Regions from separate parts of the Sus scrofa genome. Here region 1 is linked to region 2. Evidence: chromatin contacts called from public Hi-C data. All regions are on one chromosome and are shown on one strand. Each heading gives the region's core, a stretch centred on a gene start, on an enhancer-like site or on the middle of the called end of the contact. The rest is flanking DNA. Distances are from core to core; before and after follow the strand shown. Region 1 holds the start of UCK2 (uridine-cytidine kinase 2). Region 2 overlaps UCK2 (uridine-cytidine kinase 2).

Region 1 (2,700 bases), core at 9-2,508, 71 kb after region 2:
GCAGGCTTCTCGACAAGTCAGACACCCAGAGGACGACCTCTTCCGTGGATCCAAGACGCGTACGCCCCACATATCGAAGAGCACGTAGCCAGCACAACTTTCTCATTCAAGCCGACAGCGTTTCCTCTCATAACCAAAAAAAAAAAAAAAAATAGAGAGAAAGAGAGAGAAGCCCCGACTATTATCATTTCATTGATGTCACCTCGCCTATTTGTCTTTCAGGATTGTGTCTGGAAACCCCTGCAATCCCCAGCCCCGTGTCCAGCCCAAGTGGGGCTCCCCTTCCCTGGGACGCCGCCTCGCGGGCTCCCGCAGCCCTCCCGGTCGGGCTACCCGGCTCGCTCCGCCCTTGGCACCGGGGCGACACATCAAAGTCAGGCCAAGGGAAGATGTGTGTCTCGGGGTTCTTAGAGAACCCTGCTTTTAAGGGTCTCCCATGTCGTACTCGCAAAACAATAAGATCTGCTTTCTCCGCCCCTCCCCCATTAGGACCCTGGCCACGAGTTACCACCGCAGGGTAAAAGAACAAGAGGTTGCGCGCCAGCCCCGTGCTCGGTGGCAAGGGTACCCCTGGAACCTCAGATGGCCCGAGTCCCCACCCGCCCGTCCCCCGACGCGGCGCCCGGAATCCGCGCGGTTAAGACCCAGCGCTGGAGTGCCGCCAGGAGCGGAGGCGCGCGGGCCACGCGGTGGCTGCAGCAACTGACACGGCCCGCGGCCGCCGGCCACATGCGCCGCCGCCGCCGGGCCCAGGCCTGGGACGGGGAGGGGGAAGGGAAGAGAGCACCGGGGCCTCGCCATACCTTGCCGCTGGCCGTGCCTCCGCTGACGCCGATCAGGAAGGGTTCGCCGCCGTTGGGCTGCTGGTGGTTCTGCAGGGTCTGCTCGCTGTCCCCGGCCATGGCTCGCGCCGCCCCTCCTCCCGCTGCCTGTGCGAACGGACGCACGCTCCCCGCCCGCGCCCGCGCAGGGCTCCCTCCGCTTCCCGCAGCAGCCGCTGGGCGCTGCCCAGGTCTAGGCTGCCGCTGCTCCTTGCACGCTGGTCGGAGCCGGCTGCTGAGGTTTGGGTCTGGCTTTCCCGAAGGAGTCGAGAGTCTTCCTCTGCCCGCAGCGGCCGGCTGGGTTTACATCCCAGGCAGAGGTCAGCGTGATGCTGCTGCTCCAATCCGGGCGGGCAGCGCACTGCTATTCGCCGAGCAAAGGCGGCGAGGCGTCTGGCCCCAGCCTCCGCCCCTCCCGGGCCCCGCCGCAGCCCGAGGTCTCTGGGAAAGGTGTGAGCCCGACCCTCCTCCCCACCCTCCGGGTTAACCCTTTCCCCGACGACGACCTGCGGTAGATTAAGGGAAAAGAAAGGAACCTGCGTTTTGAGTATGCTACCACCACCTACTTCAAAAGGGATGCGAAGCTAAGAGGGCAGATGAAATAATGGAGGGAATGCCCCAGGTTTGAGAAGCAAAATTAGAGCAAGCTTGGGCGATTAAGATGAAAGAAAGTGTTAACGTCATTTACTCTTTATCCAGGCTAGAAACTTGTGTTCCGAAAATGAGTTTTTACCCCTCCAAAACAGTATGTCAGCCGTTGGCTTTAAATATTTCCTCTCTTGAAAACCCCCAAACACCATCCCCCTTAACCGGCGATTCTCTGGAGTCCTTCTTCCTAGGGAAGGGTAATTTGAAGGGCTCATCTGAGGGGCACCCTTGCCTCCTGCCATCAACGCCTTTTCTAAACATAGTTTGAAATCCCAAACACTGAAGTTCCTCTGTAGGTAGAGCTTGTGGAATCATTAAAATAATACTTAATGCCATGTGGACTTATTAATACCTTTAATTGAACTGGTTTTTTTCGGAGATGGGCAATTAGGCACTTGGTTACAAAGGCAGCAACTGCTGATGACTCAAGAGGAGCGCTGCCTCTGGAGCCAGATTTCTGCATTTCACAGGCAGTTCCCTGAGCAAGTTGCTTAATCTCCCTTGGTCAGTATTCTCATCTGTTAAATGGGAATAACAATGGCAATTACGTGCTAGGATTGTTGTTTTAAGTCAATTATCACATTTAAAGTACTTAAAATAGGAGTTCCCTTATGGCTCAGTGGGTTAAGGATCCATCCTTGTCACTGCTGTGGCTTGGATAGCTGCTGTGACGGGGTTAGATCCCTGGCTCAGGAATTTCAGCCAAAAAAATTAAAAGTGAAGTATTTAAGCTAGCACCTGGCAAAGGTACAAGACCCTGTGTAAGTGTTCTCTGAGAAGAGGCTCCTAAAGGGCTGAAATTGGAAAAGGAATCTATGTTGGGACACAGGGTAGAGAGGGAGAACCAGACTAGTAACTTCCAGTCTCTGCCCTTGTGAACCTCGGACTGGTATCAGTCCGCATGGAGGGGGGGGAGGCGGTGACCCTACAGTCTAAAGAACTTCAGTCTGTCACATTCTCTCTCAAAACTTGATATATTACCCTAAATTCAGCATTATTTCAAAAAAAATACTAAAGAAAATTAAGAGTATTAGAAATAAAGTGTTGTTTTCACCTTTGAAGTATTTCAAGTTACCATCCGAAGCCAAACTCTACAGAAGCTCAGACAGGAAACTAGGATGAAGAGAGCCGCTACCTGGTACCCAGAGGCAGGTATTAGGAAGAACCCAGATAGAGGGTGCCTTACCAAATGGCTGTGGGGTGGGTGGGTCTTATCTGATTCCCAAGTCTG
Region 2 (2,700 bases), core at 68-2,567:
TCCCACCCACATTCAAGCCCCTATGGGGGCTGGAAGGTAGACAGAGGGATCCGGCTGTGGTCCATCATTCCTGTCCACCTCAAGCACAGAGGTTTGCAAAGAGAACACCACTCAGGGAAAGATGAGAAAACCATGGTATAAGACAGACACTGGGCCAGAGCTGTGAAGGAGCCCAGATGGACCCAAACTCACCCTCCTCTACAGTCTTCCTCCTGGGGGGTGTTCTTCAGGGACTTACATCAAACACTGCTTGGGGGAGGGGGGGACCCACATCTGCGGCATAAAGAAGTTCCTGGGGCCAGAGATCAAATCCAAGCTGCAGCCACGACCTATACCATAGCTCACAGCAGTGCTGGGTCCTGGACCCACCGAGCGAGGCCAGGGATCAAACCCACATTCTCAGGGATACTAGCTGGATTCGTTTCCACTGCACCACAATAGGAACTCCAACACCAGATCCTTAACTCACTGTGCTGGGCCAGGAATCAAAACTGCGGCCGCTACAAAGACAATGCCAGATCCTTAACCCACAGCACCACAGTGGGAACTCCCATCAAGCACTGCTTTTAATAGGACCTTTTGTCAAAAATGGAAAAGGATCTGGAGTCCTGATTTGGCCACTGTTTACTAACTTTCCTGGGACTGAGTTTCCCCCAAACTCAGCAGTGAGTTTGACTTCTCCAATCAAAACAGCTCCTCCCTACAAATGTTTTTCACTCTTGGCTGTTAAATCTTTCCCTCCCACTCCCAGAGGGTATCAAATCCATCTACAATCACTTATGATGGCCCCTCTGCTCCTGTGTATCATTTCTCAGGTAAAAGTTTCCGTGTGGGATGCAATTTGCTGTAAACAAACATAGGGAATACTTATGAGTGATTTCTGGAAAGCCACGTCTAAATAGCCCTGTGTTTGCATACAGGCACGCACAGAGGAACGCATGCACGTGGGCAGGGGCAGGAAAGAGGAAGAGTCTGCGGTTAGGATCCAAGCCAGCGTGAAGCCTGTAAGAGCAGATGGTTGGAAAACTGTCAGGAAGACCCCGCTGCCGAGAGAGAGCTGGCTAATACAATGCCGCCGCCGCCAGACTTCTCAACCAGCTCCTCAATTCATAGGGAGTTTTTCCCCCGTGAGCCCTGGCAATAAAGTGGTTGGTCCCTAATTCGTCAGGATTTGCCTCAAACCCTGCCGGCTGTGCACACAGGCCAGCCAGGAAATGGTCTTCTCGGGCATTTGGACACGGGGCCCTGCTGCTGCGGCCGCCGCTGTCTGCCAGGGATGCTCGGCCAAGGAGGAGCCCTGAGAGCTGCCACGTGGCTCAACCCAACAAGCCTCGGAGCGTGGGCACGCGGGCCAACAAGCTCAGCTCGCCAAAACACACAGTCCATGTAGCCTCCAGCTCTTCACACATTTCCAGATAAAGTCCAAAGAAAAAAGGAAGCCAGACCAAAAGGGTATCAGAGCTGGGGAAAAAGCAAACAAGCGCCTGTGCGCGCAGGCAGCTTTGACTCAAAAGCCCTGCAAAAAAAGCCTGGTGCCAGGTTCGTTTCACATATCTCACACACCTGCTGGCAGCTTCAGGATCATGGGACCCTCCGCCCTTCCCCCAGGGGACACACACACACACACACACACACACACACACACACACACATCTTTTGCACAGCTCTGCCACTACCCTCAGCCCAGGCCTGCAGCTCTCCTGTGCCTTGCAGATCCAAGTCACCTGTCACATGTCACATCACAGAAGCGGGGAACAGGCCAGGGAGAAAGCAGGTAGAGCAGGTAAGTCACACCTGCGTCTGCTCTGAAACCCAAAGCCCCTTCTGGCCCCACCATCTAGAGTGACCGGGGTAAAAAGGACCCGATTTGAATCCTGACCCCATTACCTACTACCTCTGTGGCCTAAGACAATTTACTTAACCTCTTTCAATCTCATTTTCCTTAACTGTAAAGCAGAGACCATAAGAGCAAGTTTCTCACAAAGCTGCCACTCAGGAAGACAGAGATTTACACAAAACTCTTCAGCACTGTGGCTGGCACAGGGTGTGTTCAATAAAGCCGATTTTTTAGAACAGACCATTAGAAAGGAGGACAGGAACTGTGAACTCAGGTGAGCAGGCTGGACCTAGGTAGTGGGGGGAGGGGAAGAGTCTGACAGGGCAGCTGGGAAGGTAGGGGTGGGGCAGGGTGGGGAGGGACAAACAGGGACGACAGGGAGGAGGCATCCTGCAGCTTCTACCCTGGAAAAGGAGCCGGAAAGTGAGTCAGAATGTTGCCCAGAAATTAGGAACACGCAAAACCAGAAGACATTGCCCGCCTCGGCTCCCAAGAGCCTTCCAGCAAGATATCACCTTAAACAGATCAGGACCCCTCCCTGAGCCAAGGACAACTCGGGGCCAGCCAGTTCACTGCACTGAAATATCCTCCTGCTCAGAGTCAGGAAACAGGGCCAGCCAACGGCTGAGTCAGAACAAGGTCTTGGCACAAACCGGAAACTCCAGGGACGCAAAATCGGCTCCCTCATCATCACCCTGACCCCTGGCTGGGCCAGGACAGGCGCTCTCAGAGGGCCTTGTGGGGGTAAAGGTCAGGGGCCTTCAGGTCTACCCTTCCCTGCCCGGCTGCCACTCAGCCCTTCCAACAAAACAGCTAGTGCTGCTTCTGGCAGCCAAAGCCAAGAACCAAATGTAGGAGGACCC

What was found. A called contact is a pair of places that touch in the nucleus more often than the background predicts.
Region 1: a contact with region 2 is called in a Hi-C map of skeletal muscle, with 4 times the contacts expected there. The contact joins the promoter of UCK2 here to the enhancer-like site in region 2. A contact is called at or near these places in 7 of 47 Hi-C or Micro-C datasets (embryonic fibroblasts, fetal heart ventricle, fibroblasts and 2 more) and 1 of 2 datasets of contacts at active chromatin or transcription factors (skeletal muscle).

The regions. Positions count from the first base shown.
Region 1 is chr4:84,917,973-84,920,672 of Sscrofa11.1, forward strand. UCK2 (uridine-cytidine kinase 2) reads right to left here and starts at 1,259. Exons shown (of 7, transcript XM_021089486.1): 1 at 804-1,259. The coding sequence starts at 902.
Region 2 is chr4:84,847,109-84,849,808 of Sscrofa11.1, forward strand. All of the region lies in intron 4 of UCK2 (uridine-cytidine kinase 2), which reads right to left. Among named protein-coding and RNA genes, the nearest start is that of UCK2, 71 kb to the right of the region's middle. Within about 2 kb of position 1,318, at least 26 of the 83 cell types and tissues checked have an H3K27ac peak or open chromatin away from gene starts, as enhancers often do. A contact at or near this core is called in skeletal muscle and subcutaneous adipose tissue, where this site is marked.